Linked DNA regions of Sus scrofa: region 2 is linked to region 1. Evidence: chromatin contacts called from public Hi-C data. All regions are on one chromosome and are shown on one strand. The core of a region is the stretch at or near the end of the contact, and the rest is flanking DNA. Distances in the headings are between cores, read along the strand shown.

Region 1 (4,165 bases), core at 1,363-3,862:
AGATAGACACAACATTATGAATGTATTTAATCCCACTGAACTGTATATTTAAAAATGGTTATGGTGGTAAATTTTATGTTATGCGGATTTTACTACAATTGAAAAAAGTATATGTAAGAGTTAAATGATAAGTATGGTATTAACCATGTCCTTCTTGATGGAACATATGTAATAAATTAATTTATTCCCAGGGAATGGAGGGAGAGGAGGACACACGAGGAAAATTCTGTGAGCGCTATCAAGCCACATATTTTTAGAATCTACGGAACTCCTGACAAGAGAAAATCAATGAGTTAGAAAAATGACAAACACAAATATACGCAGATGATAGGATCAGAAATCCACAAATGGCCAATAACCATGAAAAAAATGTTCAAACATACTAGGAATTAGGGAATGAAACAAGCAAGCCACCATTTTTCATCTATCAAATTTAGTATGGGTGGAGATGAAAATAAGGTGTCTTCAACAAGGGCCATTTGTTTCTAATTCATCCTCACTGTCTTCATTTCCTCTTGTCCATTCAATTATTCCAATCTGTTTACACCTCCCACTTCTAGAACTCCGGATAGTAATACCAATGTCCAAACTAATAACATCCAATTGAGTATCTCATTAAAAATTTCATTGGCATTGACAGAGCAAGTCTCCATCTTCCAGAAGTTCTCTCGTGGCTTCCATGACACCAGTCTCCTGCTTTTCCTCTTATGCCACTGGCTGTTTCTTCTGTCCTGTGCTCAATCTTCTTCCTCAACAAGACCTCCAAGCATTAGAGTGCCTAAGCCTCACTCAATTTTCACTTCTCTACCTACACTCTTTCCCTAAGTTATCTCCTATAGTCCCATAATTTTGAATATTGTCTATATACTGAGTACTCTGCCAATCTTTTTTATCTCCAGCTCTAGGCTTTCTCTTGTGGGAGCACCAAACCTGCACGTCCAACTGCCTCAACATACCTACTTCATATTTAGTATACATTCCAAATTTAATAACCCCCAAATGGAACTCATGGTCTCCCCCACCTCAAATTTCTCTTCTCCATTCTTCTCAGTAAATGCCTCCATCTACTCATAGTTGCTCAAAACAATTATCAAAAAGCAGAGTTCTCCCTTTCCCTCACCAATCCATTTCCAAGTCTTGTTCATTCTACCTCGAGAATATCTGTTAATCATTCTACTCTCCTCCATCTCCACCTCCACGGACCTAGTCCAAGGTACTGTAAACTAACTGATCGCCTAGCTTCCACTTTTGCCCTCTTTCTCGGTAGTCAGATTATGCTACTTGCCTTAAAATCTTCAAAGGTTCTCATAAAAACCCAAATCCTAAAAACAGCCTCCCTCACCTGCTCCTATCTTAGAACATTTACAGCCAAATATATGCATGCAGTGATAATATCTCTAGACAGTAAAAACAAGGGTACTTTTCCTCACTTTCTTGCCTGTGTTTTTAAATTTTTCTATGATGAATACGTGCTCCCTGCTTATTAAGAGCAAATTATATTGCTGAACACTACATGCTATTACATCACATTTTACATGTTAATGAGAAAAGGGAATGGAAAATTGTAGTTAAAACTCCTTAACTGTTATAAGCTTAAAAGAAAATACTAGCAAACATATATCAAAACTCTAAGAATGATGTGTCAGGGCTGTAGAATTACTGGTGATATTTTCCTCCTCTACTTGCTATTTTTGTTAACATAATTACTTTCATAATAGAAAAAAAAAAAAGAAAAAGGTTATAATACAAACCTCATTGTTTCCTGCAATCTGGCCACAACCCACCAAACCAGCCTTTCTTCCGAGTACTCATTTTCCCAAGCCTTCCACTCCAACCCCGCACTGTCTCACACCTTTGGTGCTTTAAACTCGGGCATCATCCCCGGAATATCCTCCAACCTTTTTACATCCTGTTCATCCTTCACGGTGGAGGGGAACAGTAGGGAAGGCGACAGGTTGGAGAGAGATTCCAGGATTCTTGCTAATAAATCCACAACTTGCTTGTCCTGGGGCCAAATCTCATCCCCAATCCCATCACAGGCCACCGCGTTTAACACCCTAAAAGCTCCGGCCACTGGGGCTCAAGGGACCGCTATCCCCTGAGACAGTACGGTGCCGCTAAGAAAAAGATATCTCCACACACCCAAATTCCGGGTTCCCGCTTCGGAGACGCCTCCGCCGCACACACTCATCCGGACCCAACCTCCTCCTCCGGATCCTCTCCCCGCCAGTCACCCGCCCCCTCCTTCCCCTCAGCCGGGGGCGGGGGGCGCGGCGGAGTGGGGGAGGGGCACGCACGTGCCCGCGCCGCCCCCGCCCAGACAATGCCCCGGAGAGCGGAGCGCGCGCAAGGCGGTCCCATCCTGCTCCCGCCAACACTCACCCTTTTTCCGGGTCTCCGGCTGAAGCGCAGGCCCCGCCGGGCACCGCGAGAGGGCACGGGGGAGGGGAGGGGGCAGGTCAAGCCCCCGAGGAGCCGCCCCGCCACGAGGCCCCGGCGACCCCAGAACCCGAGGAAGCACACGGCTCGGTGGAGCCCGCCCGGCCCGTTTGGCTCGCACGTCACCAGCAGGGGCGGGGCGGGGCGCGCGCTGCGGCGGCGGCAGCGGCGGCGGCGCGCGCGGTTCCGGAGGCGGAGCTCGCAGGGTTATGGGCGGGGCCGGCGCCGCGGCGGAGCTGGAGCTGACCCAGACTCTCACCCCGCCGCCGCCGCACAGCCCTGCTCGGCACTGCCCCGCGCGGCCACTCTGTCTGGGGAGAATAGTCACGGGTTCTGGTAAAGGCATCACCGTGTATCATTTTACTCCTTAGAGGAAGATAGCGAGTTTCAGCCCAAAGACAGAATATTCGTTCTCCCGGCAATTATGAAGCTAACATAGCAGTAACAGCAGTAGCTATGATTTGTGTGTGTGCTTGTACCAAGCTTTGTGCTAGATATACAAATAGCTATAGTTGTTAACCTATTTTACAGATGCAGAAACTGAGTCTGGGAAAGGTGAGGACTTATCTGGGTCATACAACTAGTAACAATCCATAAAGTATTGTTTGCCGCTTAAATATCTCTTAAGCGCAACCTTGCCTTGTCCTCTCTCTGTCCTACCCTGCCATAGACCCCATCATCTCCCCTCCTGAGGATTCTGTAGCCTCCCATTTGGTCTCCAGAGATTTGTTTCTGTCCCCTTCAATCTATTCTCACTATGTAAAGATTTATCGTTGGATTTACCAAGGTTTAGAGGGAGTTCGCTTTATATATTTTTTTTACTTATGTATATGTTATCAATTTTTGGATGTATTTAATGTTTAATAAAAATGTTTTAAAGGATTTACTCCTGTGTCTCCAATAGCAAGCCCAGTGCACTGCACATAATGCGCACTCAAAAGCTTTTTTTTACATTTTTTAATTATAGTTGGTTTACAATTTTGTGCCAATTTCTGTTGTACAGCAAAGTGACCTAGATATATATATATATACACACATATATATACACATTCTTTTTCTCATATCATCCTCCATCATGTTCTAACCCCAGAGATTGGACTCAGTTCCCTGTGTCATACGGTAAGACTTTTCACTGCCTATCCATTCTAAATGTAATAGTTTGCATCTACTAACCCCAAACTCCCTGTCTATCTCATTCTCTCCTCTCCTTGGCAACCACAAGTCTGTTCTTCATGTCCTGAGCCTGTTTCTGTTCTATAGATAGGTTCATTTTGCCACATATTAGATTCCACATACAAGTGGTAGATGGTATTTGTCTTTCTCTTTCTGACTTCACTTAGTATGAGAATCTCTAGTTGCATACATGTTGCTGAAAATGGCATTATCTTGGTCTTTTTATGGCTAAGTAGTATTCCATTGTGTATATGTACCTCATCTTAATCCATTCATCTGTCGATGGACATTTAGGTTGTTTCCATGTTTTGGCTATTTTCAGTAGTGCTGCTGTGAACATATGGGTGTATCTTTTTGAATTGTAGTTTTGTCTGGATATATGCCCAGGAGTGGGATTGCTATATCATATGGCAGTTTTATATTTAGTTTTCTGAGGAGTATTTGTTTTTCTTTAAATCCCACCCCCCCCGCCTTTTTTGGCTGCACTTCGGCTTATGGAAGTTCCCAGACAAGCTGCAGCTGTAACATAGGCCACAGTTGTGGCACTGCATCC
Region 2 (4,210 bases), core at 229-2,728, 570 kb before region 1:
AGGCAGTTGGCAATGGGAAGGGGAGGAGGTGGACAGCAAAAGGGCCATTCCACTATGTCTCTAGTCAGGAGAGAAGTACCAGGGGCTTTGGAGCATGAAGACCAACACTTCCAAGACTCACTTGACCAAGTGATGGCTAAGTGGCCTCTTATACTCACATACGCCCTCCAAACTCAGGTATACACTTGGCACTCTGTATATTTACTCCCTCCCTGCCATGCATACTCAGATCACCTCACCAGGCTATCCTTCAGCAGAGGCTTCCTAACACCCAGATGCATCATGCCTAAGTAAAGCCTTTTTCAGCAACATACTCCCCAGCATGCACTGCTCCACCCTAAGGTACTGAGGAGCTCACCGCTAACATGCAACAGTCTCCCAGTTCCCAGATGTGAACTACACAAGATTTAGCCCCTAACATGCATCGGTCAGCCTCAGACTGAGGACCCAGACTGAGTCTAGCCCCTGACTAGGGCAGAGTGTAAGGGTGAGACCCGGAGAGAGTTCAGGATTAGCAATGGGGTATTACCTGCAGAGACCTGAATCCTCCCTGAGAGCACATGGGGACAGGAAAGAAAAGAATTATCCCCAAGGTGATGAGGAGGGAAAGAAAATGAAGGAAGCAGGACAAGAATCCTCTCCCACTTGTGAGGAAGAATTTAGGGAACAGAGAAAGGCAAGAACTAGCTGGAGTGTTTATCTTGCCACAGTCCAAAAGAGAAAGATGGATGGGGAATGGAGCAATGGCAACCTCCCAGTAAAAGAAAACAGGAAAGCAGGAGTTGGCAGCAGGGCCCAAAGCACTGCCCCCAAGGCACCAGGACCCCTAGGAATGCCATCCCCACCAACTACATACTCCAAGGGGCCAGCCACCGTAAGTAATCAACAGTGCAAAGTGCAGAACCGCATGAAAGCAACTGTCAGGAAGTTGGGGCAGGTACAAGGCCTCCATAGTTTCCATCCTAGGCCCAAACTGGCCTAAGCTTCACATGGTTCCCACCCAGGCCCCCTACTCCCCTCCCCACAGCCCCTCACCTGGCGGGGCTGAGAAGGCGTGTTCATTTGTGTCGCTTGAGGCGTACTGAACACCACCGGTGCTGTCTGCCCCGGGGGAAACGCTGGCTGAAGGGGGGAGACCAGAATTCAGCAAGAGGGGAAACCCAGGTGGGGCAGAAACTCAAGCTGGTGAAGTAAGGGGAGCAGAGCTGTGGCAAGAGCCTCAACAGTCCACATATACCCTCCCCAAGACAGCCCCTAAGAACAGCCCCGGGGCCCTGCCTCAATTTGGCAGCAGGAAGCTGCACTTTGCCCTGACACAGAAGGGGGTGGGAAAATCCAGAGGTTGGAACCTGTTCCTGACCCGGCTGCCTGGTCTCCCCCACCCCCACCCCAGTTGCTGCTAATTCCTCCCTAATTACCTGTGGGAGTCCAGGGGATGGGGCAGGTGGGGGGCCTGTGGGCTGTGGAGCTTTGTTCATTTCATTTGGTGCCACATCAGGGTCCCCCCAGCACCTGTTGGGAAAGAGCGGAGCTCGGAAAGGGGAAGGGACCCAAGCTTAAGGCAAATGGAGTGGGGGAGGGATGAAGCAAGGTCTGGGTCCCACAACAAGCCCCGGAATCGCCAAAAAGGTGAAGGAGCATAAAACCCAGCCTATGTCCCCACCGACACCTTGTCAGACCCGCAGCTCCAACCACCCCCCCTGATCTGCTGAAACAGCCCCTCACTCACCCCCTCGGTTAAGAATAAATCCACGGTGCGGCCTACAGGTTCTGGGCATCCGAGGGCCTGGGGTTGGGAGGTGGGGGGTATCAACCTGGCTCCGCGGGGCCCAAGACCAACCAGACCGGAAATTCCAGGTCTCGCTGGCACCAGGCTCCCGGATCACAAACGGAGCTAGCAGCTTCGGCCGTGGTGTCCCCACCCCCCACCCGGGGACACCGGGTTCGGGGCCTGGCCCAGGGGCACACAAGGCACGCCTGCCGCGGGTGGCCGCGGGTGCACCCGCACGGGGCTAGAGGCGAGGCCTGCCGCCGCCCAGGAGTGGAGGCCAGGAAAAGCGGCAGTCGGGCCGTAAAAGGCCAGGCGGGCGGCGGCCGAAGAAGAGCCGGTTTGAAGCAAGTGAGGGTCGGCCTGGAGGGCGGGCGGGGCCGGGGGCTCCTCCCTGCCCGCCGCCGCCGCCTCCCTCCCCTGCGCCCTCCCTGCGCAGCGCCGGCCAGTGCCAAAGAACAACGTGTCACTTCCCGGCGGCCGGGCCGCAAAGGGGGGAGGGGGCGGCGGGCCGGGAGTCGCGGTGCCTGCGCCCGTAGGGCCTCCTCGGGTCGGGCCGAGGTGGCACTTAGCAGCCGGGAAACCCGGCGCCCTCCCAGCCCGCGGGGACCGCATATTCCGGCCCCGCGCTCCCCCACCCCCACCCAGCAGCCAGGCCGGGCCAGGCCGGGCACACGTGGGCCGGGGATCGGGCCCTGGCGGCCCGGGGCCCGGGCTTGGGCCGAGGAGCCAGGGCGCCGGGGAGGCGGCGCAGGGTAGCCGGTCCCGGCCCGGATGGCGGCGGATGCGGGGGGAGGGGATGGGGGGGCCGGGTCGGGCCCGGACATGGCGGCTTTACCTTCAGTCTCCTTCAGTCCGCGCGGCCGAGCCCCACGCAGCCGCACAGACGTAGTCCACAACCATTTCCGGCTCCCCGCACGGATCCCGCTCGGCGGCCACCGCTTCTCCGCAGGCGCAGCCGGCGCCCCCACGTGACCGGCGCAGAGGGCGGAGCCTTGCCCGGTGCCGCGAAGCACATGGGATTTGCCCCGCCTAGTCATGTGACAGCCACTGCCCGCCCCCGTGTCCCCTCCCGAACTTTGGAATTCCCAGACCGATCCCCCTCTGCGACTCAGTTCCGCGATTCTTTAGTTCATTCATACTTTGAGCAGGCATTTATTGAGTGCATACTGAATGCTAGGCTAAGTGCTGGCAGGGGGCTGAGAATACTGAAATTAAAGACTCAGTCCTGCCGAAGTAAATCATGGTACAAATGCGGAAAGAAACACACGTTAGGCAGCCTTTGAAAGTAATGTAGATTAGATCAATAAAAGACTTATTAAACTGAATGTTTATATGTTTAATAAGGATTGAAACATTCTAACTAGGGAATTAGTAAATTTGTCTCTTTTTTTTTTTTTTTGCCACATCTTCCAGCATATGGAAGTCCCCTGACCTCGGATGGAATCCGTGCCACAGTAGCAGCCCGAGCCGCTGCAGTGACAACGTGGGATCTTTAATAAGGGAACTACTAGATTTGTCTTTTATAAAGAATAAAAATCGGCCATTCCCAGGGAGGAACTAAAAGCAATCACACAAACTTCAAATAGTGGTGGAACAAGTAATCCCAAGACCCCTCCCTGCCCAGTAGCCAAAAGATTTTAAACTGCCTGAAGGGACATACTAGAGTCAAATCTACTTACTCCTAGTCAGCCCCAGAATTTAATCCAAACTCTACTACTTACTTATAGGTTGTAAAATGGAACTATTTGGAGTTTCTGTGTGGCTCAGCTGCATTGGCTGGTGTCACTGCTGTGGCACAGGTTTGATCCCTAGCTTAGAAATTAGAAACTGCAGGAAGCCATGGGCATGACAAAAAAAAAAAGGAAATACTTGAAACTAGGCAGTCTAGCTCAAGTTTGAACTTTTACCCACCATTGTGAGGATTTAAAGGAGTTAATTCCTGTGAAAGTGCTTAAAACAGTGCCTAGGTGCCTAGCAAAGGCTATTTCTTCTCTCTCCTCCACATCTGCCCCCTTCTGTATCCAAACACATATAATCTCACAGGAAAACAATTTCTTTGGCACCAATGATGAACTGGTCACTCTGAATATATGACCCTTGTGATCTCAATCCTTACAACTTCTTACAAAATGGATTGTATCATTATTCCCATTGGATGAGTAACTGATGCTCCAAAGAAAGGAGAGCAGAATAGACACATAGAGGAGGAACCATAGAAAAATGAAAGATCTAGAGTGTTCTCTGTGATGCTCTTCATTTGAGTTCTGTGACTTTATCATGTCTGACTGGCTGGCTCCCTTCTCTGGTCTTCTCATTTCTCTTTCTCCCTAAGCAAACTTATAAATAAAAATCAATTACTGCCTACATGCCAATTCGTTCCCAGCTCAGAAATCACTCTTGAACAACAGTCAGAACCAAGGTACTACCAGAGATCCCTTG

What was found. Hi-C and Micro-C count contacts between places; a contact is called where the count stands out from the background.
Region 2: a Hi-C map of liver shows a contact between it and region 1, with 6 times the contacts expected there. The contact joins the promoter of EIF4G1 here to the promoter of YEATS2 in region 1. A contact is called at or near these places in 1 of 5 promoter capture datasets (fetal liver) and 1 of 47 Hi-C or Micro-C datasets (liver).

Annotation. Positions count from the first base shown.
Region 1 is chr13:121,636,270-121,640,434 of Sscrofa11.1, reverse strand. YEATS2 (YEATS domain-containing protein 2) reads right to left here and starts at 2,612. Exons shown (of 31, transcript XM_021069912.1): 1 at 2,383-2,612.
Region 2 is chr13:122,202,055-122,206,264 of Sscrofa11.1, reverse strand. It overlaps EIF4G1 (eukaryotic translation initiation factor 4 gamma 1), which reads right to left and starts at 1,478. Exons shown (of 31, transcript NM_001246253.1): 1 at 1,419-1,478; 2 at 1,036-1,122. The coding sequence starts at 1,478.